2 separate regions of the Mus musculus genome follow, and region 1 is linked to region 2. Evidence: chromatin contacts called from public targeted proximity ligation data. All regions are on one chromosome and are shown on one strand. The core of a region is the stretch at or near the end of the contact, and the rest is flanking DNA. Distances in the headings are between cores, read along the strand shown. Region 1 holds the start of Ms4a4b (membrane-spanning 4-domains, subfamily A, member 4B). Region 2 holds the start of A430093F15Rik (RIKEN cDNA A430093F15 gene).

The links.
Region 1: a targeted proximity ligation map of thymic regulatory T cells shows a contact between it and region 2, with 7 times the contacts expected there. A contact is called at or near these places in 1 of 39 promoter capture datasets (liver) and 2 of 130 datasets of targeted methods (memory CD8 T cells and thymic regulatory T cells).

The regions. Positions count from the first base shown.
Region 1 is chr19:11,438,374-11,444,847 of GRCm38.p6, reverse strand. Ms4a4b (membrane-spanning 4-domains, subfamily A, member 4B) reads right to left here and starts at 1,290. Exons shown (of 7, transcript NM_021718.2): 1 at 1,188-1,290. It also overlaps the pseudogene Gm5511.
Region 2 is chr19:10,736,608-10,742,476 of GRCm38.p6, reverse strand. It overlaps A430093F15Rik (RIKEN cDNA A430093F15 gene), which reads right to left and starts at 1,530. Exons shown (of 4, transcript NR_027805.1): 1 at 1,475-1,530. It overlaps Cd5 (CD5 antigen), which reads left to right and starts at 3,503. Exons shown (of 11, transcript NM_007650.3): 1 at 3,503-3,682. The coding sequence starts at 3,631.

The DNA of each region.
Region 1 (6,474 bases), core at 41-2,540, 700 kb before region 2:
AGCATGAGGCTATGGAGGATGTCAGAGGCCCCGGTGTTGGGGGGAAGAGTGTTGTTATAACTCTGACATTGGTTAAAACATGAAACACCAGTATGCCTATCAGAGCTCATACAGGCCCATGGAGAGGTAGATGCAATTATAATTTAGGTTCTTGTGCTATCATGGCATACAGTCAATTTGAGTCCCAGTCGTTGAAACATCATCCAGCAATGACCCTGAATCTTGATATCATTTGATGGGAAGCATGGAATTGTTCAGACATTTTCCCAATATCTATATGTGCATATATGTATATATACACATATATATCTATATCTATCTATCTATCTATCTATCTATCTATCTATCTATCTATCTCTATCTCTATCTCTATCTCTATCTCTATCTCTATATGTATGTATGTATGTATATATATGCATGTATGTATGTATGCACATATGAATGTATAATGTATGTATAAATGTAAGTATATACGTATGTATGTATGCACATATGAATGTATATATAAATGTATGTATAAATGTATGTAAGTATATATGTATGTTTGTATTATGCAATATGTGAAGTTGTTGGAGCTAGTTGAAACTTGCTTCATCTACCAAGTGCCCTAAGCACTCACTTTCACCTTCCCTCAAAGGGCCATTTTCCCCTCAACGCTGCTTATGAGATCCTGTGGAAATGCTCAGTGTGTCACACACCCATGCGTGTTCCCCATGGGAGTTTATCCTCGGAGCCTGTGCCCCTGTGATTTATAATTATTCTCATGTTATTTGTGCTTCTGTTAGATCTGGAGAAGCTTTCAACGATCAGGTATGACATTTGTTTTACAATCTTAGGAATGCCAATAGTTTAGAAAAAATAGACAATTCTTATGTTTCTACGTACAAGGCTTTTAAAAAAAATGGTGTTTGGATTTCAATATCTCACACTCCATTGTCATTCCCTACAATCACTAAGGACAGGCTATTGTAGAGCGAACATGTCAAACTTTAAACACTCAAATATTTAAGTTACAAAATAAAGATTGCAAATATTCATCTCCTTATCATATTTTAAACCATGCTTTATATATTATTTTAATCATAAAATATTACAGAATAAAACATAAATCTTTTCTTTAAAAAAAAACCTTGTTTTAAGTAAAATTTACTCCTCAACTTCTAATAAAATAATAAAGATGTACTAACCAGACAATGGAAAGGATCAGATGTCAGCTGATTTATTCCAGGAGAAGCTTTGCTTGTGTGTTCTCACAGGACTCTGATTCACCTTTGTAGATAGCAGACTGTTTGATTGTGTCAGGACTTCCCCCCACTGACTAAGAGGCAGAAACCTTTGCCTCTGACATTTCCTCCCCACCCATCTCAGCCATCATATATGGGTGGATGTGTACTCTGAAAATTCAAGGTAGAAATTTTTGTTTTTTTATATAGAATTTAGACTTCTGATTCTTTTTAAAAAATTTCATAAGATTACTTTTTAATATAAGTAACAAAATAGTTGATTCTTTCCTTTAAGTGCACATTGCAACCTGCTAGTAAGAAAAACTGGCTGAGAAAATTATCGTGTCTATGTATACTCTGTTAATCTATAAGAAGTTACTTAAATACAAATGAATATGGGCTCTAGGGCATAATTTGTTTTTCACCCCTAATATGTAGAACATTTGATCAAGTGAGAGTATTAGGAAAATGGTTTTTTTCTACACATATTCACTGTAATTGTTTACTGTATGAAAAAAGGAATGTAACCATATTGTAATTTTTATAGGGCTTGAAAGATTTTACTGGGCTATATAAGATGTAGGAAAAAAATAAACTTGTTGGAGCTTTGCTACATGCAACAAATGTGTATATGTGTATATGTATGTCTATATGTATATATGTGTATATGTGAAATTTGTTGTAGCTTTGCTCGATCCAACAAATGTATATGTGCATGTATGTATGTATGTATGTATGTATGTATGTAATGGGTGAAGTTGTTGGAGCTTGTTGAGGCTTGCTTCATCCACCAAGTGTGTGTGTGTGTGTTTGATTCTTTCCCACCTTTTTCTTGCTGGCTCCAGAAAGTTTCACTGGACCCAGAGTCTTTCTTCCAGCCCCAGGGAGTCCTCCACCAGCCCCAGAGAATCAAGCTGTGTTCCCTCCAATAAAAATCTGCTGAATGACCAATTGCCTACTCTATGACCCACTCCAGTTTACCGTAGATGCCAAAGCTGCTCTTTGCCAAAACAAAAGAGCACTCCCACCCCCCTCTATGAAACCAGTGTCACTCTAATCCCAAAACCAGGTAAAGAAATACACACACACACATGCGCGCGCGCGTGCGCACACACATGAAAACTACATGTCATTTTCCTGATGAACATAGATCTAAAAATACTCAATAGAATACTGACAAAAAGAATACAAACATACATAATAAAGATTATCTACCATGACAACATTGGCTATATCCATGAAACATGGAATGGCTCAATATTCACAAGTTGGTTAATATAGTAAATCGTGTAAATGAACTTAAGAAAATTACACGATCATATCAAGAGATGTGAAAAGGCCCTTTGAGAAAACAACAGGCCTTCACGATAAAATTCCTACAGTATGTAAGGCTAGAGGGAAGACACCTCAATATAATAAAAGCTATATTTTAGAAACTCATAACCAACATCATTGTAAATGAAGAAAAGCTTGAAGCAATCTCACTGAAGTCAAGAAAGAGACAGGAATTCAATTATTCTTACTCCTTTTCAGTATTGTGTTCTGAATGCTATTTGGAACAATAAGGCAAGAGAAGGAAATTGAAATGGGTACAAATAGGAAAAGAAGACAACAAACTATTCCCATTTTCAGATGGCTTGATACTATGCATGAGAAACCCAAAAAAATTCTACTAGAAAACTTCTCAAAATGAAAAACAAATTCAGGAACATGGCAAGATATGGTGTCAACTTGCACAAATCAGTAGCTTTTCTACACAGTAAACATACATAGAAGGAGATCATTGACACACTACCATTTGCAATATCCTTAAAGAAAATAAAATATTTAGGAATAAACCTAGCCAAGGAAAAGAAGGACCTCTGTGATGAAAACTTTACAGTTCTGAAGAAAGATACTAGAAAATGGAAAGACAGCCCTTACTTGTGGACTGGTAGAATTAACCTTGTGAAAATAATAATTTAACCAAATGCTATTTACAGATTCGAAGCAAACCCTATCAAAATCCCCATATCACTCTTCAAAGAAATAGAAAACTCTCCTAAAACCTATATGGAACTACAAAAGACCCCAGATAGACAAAACAATCCTGAACAAAAAGAACATGTTGAAAAGATTACCATCCCAGGCCTTAAGATATGTTACAGAGCCATGACAATGAAAACTGGTAATGGAACAAAAACAGATGTGAAGACCAATGGAATAAAACCAAAGGCTCAAATATGAACACATACAACTTCAGTCAATTAATACCTGACAAAGATGATAAGAACATAAAATGGAGAGAAGAAGGTATCTTCAATAAATAGTGCTGCAGATGCTGAAAAGTGCTCGCTGACAAGAGCCTGATATAGCTGTCTCCTGAGAAGCTCTATCAGAGCCTGACAAATACAGACGTGGATGCTTGCAGCCAACCTTTGGATTGAGCACAGGGACTCCAATGGAGGAGTTAGGGAGATGACTGAAGCAGCTGAAGGGGTTTGCAACCCCATATAAAGAACAACAATATCAACCAGAGCTCCCAGGGTCTAAACCACCAACCACAGAGTAGACATGGAGGGCCCCATGGTTTCAGCTGCATATGTAGCAGAGGATGACATTATCTGGCATCAATGAGAGGAGAAGCCGTTGGTCTTGTGAAGGCTTGATGCCCCAGTGTAGGGGAAGGAATGCCAGGGCAGTGAGGTGGGAGTGGTGAATAGGATAGGGGATGTGTGGAGGAGAAACCAGAAAAGGAAATAGCAATTGAAATGTAAATAAAGTATCCAATAAAAATTCATGCTGGGAAAACTGAAAATCTGCATGCAGAAGAATGAAAAGAGAGCTCTGTGAGGTTAAAGGTGGGGTCCCTCGTCCACTCAGGGCTCGGGCCTCTGGGTGCGGTGGGATGTGGAAAGTTTTGACTGTGCTTTCCCTTGTGGCACTGGGTGGGCATCTAGCTCTAGCTATGGAAAGCTGTGGAACACCACTCCAGGGGTGGGAGAATGCAGTCTGAGGTCCCCGGGGACTGCGGGAGCCCAGTCGGGGGTCCCCGGGCCTGCAAGGAGACTGGAACCATCAGTTTCTCAGACTCTTGGGCACACAGATACAGCTGGGAGCCATGGAAGAACTGAGAATGGAGTGGGGGCCTGCGGCCTGGACCTAGCTTGGGGCTGAAGGAAAAAAAAAGAGGGGAGCTCTGTCTGGGTCCCTCGGGGAGGAGAGTCCTTGGTTTGCTTGGCAGGTGGCTTGGCTTGGTGGAGGCTATAGCTAGGAGTGCTGAGAAGCCTTCTGGGAGAGATTAGTAGCTGGCGCTCTAGATGAAGGCCTGTTCCATTGCTCCTCATTCCGATCGCAATGAAAAGAGACAGTCCATGGTTTTAAGGCTTTTATTGTCATGGTGGAGAGTGGTGGTGAGAAAACTGTACCCCACTTTCTCAGGGCGGGCCTGAGGTTTGTAGGAAGGAATGGCTGGGAAGGAGAGTTTAATTGGCTAAGCCCTTTAGGCCTCTAGGTACCTCATGAAAATGGAGATCTGTCTTGAGGCTATGTGATCTGTGGTCACATCCTCTACCTGTGGAGGGGCTTTGGGCGTTGCCCTTACATGACTGATGGCCACAGAAATACAGAGAGCTACTGCCTCATGTCAGGGTCCTGGTGTGCAGGAGCATGGCAAAATGCCTACTCTCCCCTGCAGGGAAACCTGTGGGGTCACCAGGGTTTCAAACCTACCTCAACCAGAAACTAGGCTGCCTTTCACAGTCCCACAGAGTCCCATCATTTTGCATAGAAACTAACTGCAAAGGGATCAGAGACCTAAACTTGGAACCTAAACCACTGAAACTGCTAGGAAAAAAATAGTAACCTAGATGGTATAGGTGTAGGAAAGGACCTTCTGAACAGGAGTCCATGTGTCCAAGATTAAAGAACAACAACTGACAAACAGAGCTTCATAAAACTAGAAAGATTCTGCATAGCTAAGAAAACACTCAACCAGGTGACTAGGAAGCCCATAGAATGGGCAAGAACATTGCCAACTATTCATCTGACAGAAAATTCACATACAGAATATATAAAGAACACAGAAACAAACAAACAAAATCAAATGATCTATTTTTAAAAATGAGCCTGGGACCTAATATGATCCTATGAGACTAATCAAGTTCTCAAAAGAACAAGAGCAATATATATATGACTAAAGAAATATCTCAAAAATGTAAATCAAAGCAACTTTAAGATTCATTTTACTTTATGCAGGATTGTTTTGGCTATTCTGAGTTTTTTGGTTTTCCATATGAAAATGAGAATTTCTCTTTTGAGGTCTATAAAAAATACTGTTGGAATTTGATGGGGATTGCATTAAATCCGTAGATTGCTTTTGGCAAGATGGCCATTTTCCGTATGCTAATCCTACATATACATGAACATGAGAGATCTTTCTGTCTTCTGATGTCTTCCTCAATTTCTTTCTTTGAGACTTGATGTTCTTGTCATACAGATATTTCACTTGGTTGGTTAGAGATACACAAAGATATTTTATATTACATGTGGCTATTATAAAGGATGTTGTTTCTTTAAATTATTTCTCTGCCTCTTTATCATTTGTATAAGGGAGGGATACTAATCTCTTTAACTTTGTATCCAGACACTTTGCTGAAGATGATTATCAGATATAGGAGTTGTCCAGTAGAATTTTGGGGACACCTATGTATGCTATCATATCATCCACAAATAGCAATGCTTTGACTTCTTACTTTCCAATTTGTATCTCTTTGATCTTCTTTAGTTGTCTTATTGCTCTGGCTAGAACTTCAAGTACTATATGGGCAACCTTCTTCTCCAAAATATCTTTCATAATTTTGCAGAGGTTCTCAAATTTTGTCTTTTTCTCTTCCTGTTTCTTCTTTTCCTCTTCATCTTCTGGAAGTTCCAGTCCTTCTTTGGTAACAGACACCAAGGTCTTGCCCTCAAATTCCTTCAGCAGTTGCACACAATACTCATCAATGGGCTCAATCATATAGATTACTTCTAAGCCATGCTTTCAGAGGCGTTCCACAAAGGCTGAGTTAGCAACCTGGTCCTTGGTCTCACCTGTGATAAAATAGATGTGCTTCTGGTTTTCCTTCATTCTGGTGCAATAGTCCTTCAGAGAAACCATCTCATCCCCAGAAGCAGATGTGTAGTACCGCAACAGCTCTGAAAGCTTCTTCCGATTCTGAGAGTCTTCGTGAATTCCAAGCTTTATATTTTTGGAGAATTGCTCATAAAACTT
Region 2 (5,869 bases), core at 281-2,780:
AAAGGGGACATCTACCTGCCGGGAGACCTGGAGGCACAAACCTCACTGTTCGTGAGCTGTGCACCTTTGGGGATCCACCTAACCTCAGTGATCCTCAAGTGGTTCATCGGAAAAATGGGCTTGGTTAACAGCCTTAAGCAGCCTTGTTTTCTCACGTTTACCTGTGGTCAAACAGGCTCAGTGTCGCTCAAAAGAGCAACAGAAGAGAAAGCAGGAGTCAGAACTGTGGGCTGGCTAGAGAGGCAGCCGTGGTGGGGAAGGCTGGTCACTTTAGAGAGCCTCCACTTTAGAGAGCTTCCTTGCAGGAAAGCATGGGCTGAGCCTGGGAGACTGACCTCACACGGGGAGCACTCTACCTCACAAGCCCTGCATGTCATTACCAGGGCAGCTTCCAGATGCCCCGAGCTGCAGGGAGATGGATCTCGGAATGGGGCAGTAGCTTTCCTAATATCCCCCCTCAGAAATTAAGCCAGCTTCTAGACTCCAAGTTGTTTCTACCCAACTATGCCAGTTGTCACTGAAAACTAACAACCATGGATTCTAGAACCTTCCCTCTGAGCCAGTGTTTGTGCTAATACTCCACGGGGCATATCATAAGGTAGCCTTCTTAAATACATTACACAAGGGGAATTTAGGTAATTTACTTCATTAAGTGACTCAGTTTCACCACATATATGAGAGGCTGGTGCTGTTCCAAGGGAGGCAGGCAATCGGGAGCCTGCTGAGATCTCACCTGGCCCTTCTGGTGCACAGGGTAAGTGCCCTGGAAACCTCCGACCTCTGCTTCCCCCAAGAGTTCAAGCTGATGTCCTCCCACCAAGAGCCAAATCCTTTAGGTCCCAAAACAGAGGAAGTCCCTCCTCTGAAGGCACCTGGGCACACCCTTCCCTCTACAATCTGAAGGAGGGCTGCCCTGGGGTCATCCAACTCCCCTATGCTACACAGGAACCAACTGAGGACCCCAGCTCCACGGGACTCACTCAAGGTCACAGAGCAATGGCCACACTCAAAGAGCAGGTATTGGAGGGTCAGTACCTCTCCCTCCCTCCCTCGGACAGTCCCTTCAACAGACAAGAGGTCTTCCCTTGCTCTTCCACTCCCAGGCAAGGAGCAACAGTAGGTCAGGGGTGCACTCCCTAAGCTGGGTAGGGAAGATGGACAGCCAGCCTGAGCTGGTCGTGCTCAAGGCTGCCAGTACAGAAGATCCCAGTGACTGAGTCACTCAGTCACTCATCAAATAAACACTTGGAAGGTATCCATCCTATAGATTTCACTTAGTCATCCAACCAATGTTGATCTGCTTCAGGCCCTCACATTCCTCAGCTCCCATCCCCCTCCCCCCTTCACCCTCACCCCACCTCCTTGTGGCTCCTTTGCCACCTTCTCCCCACCCCCATCCAAAAGAACCAGTGTTGGAATCACTGAGGAGTGACCCAAACCAGAAAGTCCAGTAAGGCAACTCTCCAGAGGTTACCTGGTGTCGCCAAGGCAATAGGGCAGAGCCTGTCCCTCGGAGGCTGTTGAGGTTCTGAAACTGGCCTAGGGGGCTCATCCCCCCTCCCCCACCTTTGCCTCCACCAAGCGGCGGCATGGAAAACCCAGCCAGCTCAGCTGACTTCCTCTTGTGTCATGGAAAGTGCGGGTGATAGGACAGGAAACTGTCGCCTGGGGTCTGGGGTCCCCAGCTGGCACAGGACCTGAGGTCTAGGGGATGCAAGGTAGAAAACTTTGTGGGGTAGTTACTAGGGAGTCGGTGGCAGGGGAAGAGCTACGGACCTGGAGTGCAGGGACCCCACCACTAGGGTTCCCTCCGGTACACAGCCAGTAACTGAGGTAATACATTCAGACTTCTATGAAGGTTGGAACACATAGTGAAGCCACCTAGTAGATCACACTCAGGCCTGTGAAGGGGAAATAAATCTAAAGCTCCGGGTTTGGATTGCCTTTGATAAAGAAGTGAGTCTGGAGGTCTGTGGAAGGAGATGTCGGTTTCCTTGTGTGTGCATGTGTGTGTGTGTGTGTGTGTATGTGTGTGTGTGTGTGTGTGTGTGTGTGTGTGTGTGTGAGTGTGTGCATGTGTGTGTGTGTGTGTGTGTGTGAGTGTGTGCATGTGTGTGTGTGTGTGTGTGTGTGTGTGTGTGTGTGTGCGCGTGTGTGCACATGCGTGTGCATGCATGCATATGCGAGGGCGTGGGCTGGCTGGTCAATGGACAGTGAAGCTCTCTATAAACTGTGAGGAAATAGGCTCCGATGGGCACTTAAGAAACAAAGGGATGCTAGGGATACAGATCAGTTGAGAGTGTTTGCCTTGTAAGCATGAGACACTGGGTTCCAGCAAAGGAAAAAATAACAGACACACCAGGTAGGGACTGTCCCCAGCACCCAACCCATCACCACCACCAGACAAGAGTTTCTCTGTGTAACATCCCTGGCTGTCCTGGAACTCACTTTGTAGACCAGGCTGGCCTCAAACTCACAGAGATCACCTTGCCTCTGTCTCCTGAGTGCTGGGATTAAAAGGTGTGTATCACCATGCCAGCTGCATTTCTAGTTCTTGCATATCATTGATAATGTTGAATGAATGAATGAATGAATGAATGAATGAATGAATGAATGAATGAACGAATCTAGATCCAGAGACCATACAACATGGAGATCTCACACCCAACATGAATATCTATCTCATACCTAACATGGAGATCATACCCAAAATGGGCATCTCACACCAACAGGGAGATCTCTCTCTCTCTCTCTCTCTCTCTCTCTCTCTCTCTCTCTCTCTCTCTCTCTCTCTCTCTCTCTCTCTCTTTCTCTCTCTCTCTCTCTCTCACACACACACACACACACACACACACACACAGTGCTGCAAGTTCAACTCAGATGAAGACACTCTCCTCCCCATACTTGCTGGTAAAATATTACTCTTGGATTCTTAGGCACAGCAGCTCCCGCTTGTAATTCTAACATTTGTGAGACTGAAGCAGGAGGATTACCACAAACTCCAGGCTTACATGGGCTACCTAGCAAGGTCTTGTTTTGTTTTGTTTCTTTGCTTAGATCCCCATAGGGATTCAACTCAGATTATGGACTTCCAGCCCCGTACACCATCAGGAGTGAGCAGGGCTTGTGTCTTGGTTTTCCTTATTGACCCTGCAATAAGACCTGAAGTTGCTCGCCTGCACAGTCCCCACCCCACTCAGAATCCTGTAGGGAAGGCTCCTGTCTCGGGCCCTTGCCCTTTTACCTCGGGTGAGCTCTCCTGAGAGTAGAACGACCTCTCTCTGGAGTTCCCAGCCTCTCTCTGCCCCACAGTCCCATCCCACAAGGACACCTGGTTCTGCCCAGCCATGAGAATGGCCAGTGGGCACTACCGCAGTTCCAGGCACCTCGTGCAGGAAGCTGACAGAGACTCAGGCCTCCATTCTAATTGGGGCAGGTGGTTTCACAGGGAGGAAGTTGACAGTTCAACTTCAAACAGGGTTGGCAGTGACACAGGCCCACACTGCCTGCTTCCCCTTTCCACCCCTGTTTATGCCCCCTCCCTCCAAGACAGTAAGACACTGAGTCAGACACCTCTCCTGGCTGGCCAGCTGAGCTCACTGAGGCTGAGGCAGCAGAAGGCCATTATCCATGGACTCCCACGAAGTGCTGCTGGCTGCCACATACCTGCTGGGAACGCTGGGTGAGTCTCTGCCGGTACTGGGTACTGCCAGGCTGAATACCTGTGCATACCGGGGTGCAGTAAGAGGATCTCAGTTCTTCCCAGGTCTGACTCTGGGCTCATGTGCAATAGCAGGGAGGCTTAGGGTCACAGAGGTTAGGTCAACTCCCCATTCTCCGCGGGGCTCTGCGCGTGCATTGCCAAGCCTGATCCACTGTCTTTCTCAGCTTTGGGTTAGAAGTCAGTGTGCACTTAGTTTCCAACCTGTGCAGCCACCCTCTCCAGGGTGCCACCTAGAAATGCCTGGCCTTTATTTGGTCACCTCCAGGGAGGCACAAACCTGATATTGAGGATGCTCCGGGCAGAGTAGGCTGCGGCAGAATGGTCCATTTATAAGGATGCGGAAGAACAGAGAGATGCCAAGCTCAAACAGCAGCCCTATGTCAGTTCTAAAGGAGTCCCCAACTCATGAGCCTTGCTCCAAACCTGAGACCCTGCTGGTGGGCCATCAGTGACATCAGGAAAGTAAGCGATTCTTGACTAGCCAGAGGTATGCTGTGGGCGCTAGGCCTGGAGGCCCAAAGAGATCCTCCGGGTCACAGCATGTGCACAGAGCAGAGCAGAGATGTAAACTGACGTGGCGGGGTAAAGGCTGCTGGATGCCAGGTGGGATGGAAAAGAAGAAATGGCTTTCTACTTCACAGAGAAGGGTTGGGGGCTTCAGATACCCACTCTGTACCTACAAGAGCTAGGAGTGAGTGTGAGAATGTGTGACTCTGGATGTGGAGGGGTGCGTTTTGAATGTATGTATCTATGAGAACTGTGTGTGCACTCTCCTGGACACTATATGACCTCTTCACTCATGTTAGCATGACTTGGATGCCCACGTACACACCCCTTGTGCATTGGACAGTAAGAGGTACACCATGCCTGCTTGACAAATCTTGGCTTGCTTCCTGGACCTTACTAGGACATTGATGTGGTCCCTTTGGTCCTGAGAATCTCAGAAGCCAAGCCTTTATCCCCTGCCCCAATCCAGGCCTTCTCTGCAGTCTCAGACCCACACACAAGGAGACAGGACCCACCCATGGTCCCCACTGGGCATGGAGTGAGCTCTTGGCAGGACTGCAGGTACCCCTGTTCCATGGAAGCCAGAGTCCAGAAGAGATGGAATCGAACCATCACCCCAGTAGAGTTATCATTTGGAGGCCTGGGAGCACATGGTCCCTGTATGTTGCTAGAGTCTTATAGGTAGAAAGTAGTTTCTTAGTCGTGGGTAGGTAGGGAACAGCTCGCACTTTTATTTTACTTTTATGGTCCTATGATTGAACCCAGGACCTCACACATGCTACGCAAGCTATGGCTGAGCTACAGCCTGCCACTTTTTACTTTAAAAAAAAAACAAAACTGTTTTTAGACATTTGGGTGTGTGTGTGTGTGTGTGTGTGTGTGTGTGTGTGTGTGTGTGCATACATGCATGTGTACCAAGACTTTATTCCCACCCTACAACCAGCCCTCCCCAGCAGCCTCAAGTGTGCTATGCAGGAATGCCATTGGGTCAGAGGACAATTTGCAAGAGTCAGTTCTCTCCTTCTGCCCTGTGAGTCCAAGAGATAGAAATTGGCACATGAGTCTTGGCAGAGAATGCCTTTACCCACTTAGCCATCCTACAGGGCCCCAGCTTTTTGAAGCATGGTCTCCATAAATGACCAGCTGGCCTGAACTTACTCCATAACCCAGGAGTGTCTTCAACTTGCAATCCTCCTGCCTCAGCCTCTCCGGTAGCTGGAATTACAGGCCTGTGCCACCAGGCCTGATTTTCATGAAATCCTTTTAAATCCTTTTTTTTTTTTTCCTGTTAGCTTCTGAATAGTACAGAAAATATGTGGAGCCATCTTCCCATTTTACAGTGAGTGAAAACTGAGGCCCAGGAGTGGCAAGCGCATGGTGGAACAGGTGGTGAGCAGCATGGAGAGCCTGGCCTACATTTCTGCCCTCACACAGCCCCACCACCTCTGTAGGAGTAATAGGTTCCCAAAGCCATTCTCACACGTCAGAGCATGACCATAGGAGAAGCCTTCATCAGCAGAGACACAAACATCAAGGCATAGGGCTGTGGATACTCTAGGACCTAAGGAATGAAGATCTTTACAACCTGGCTAGGGTTCCCACATTGTCCCCTCTTACAATTTTTCTGAGCCTCAATCA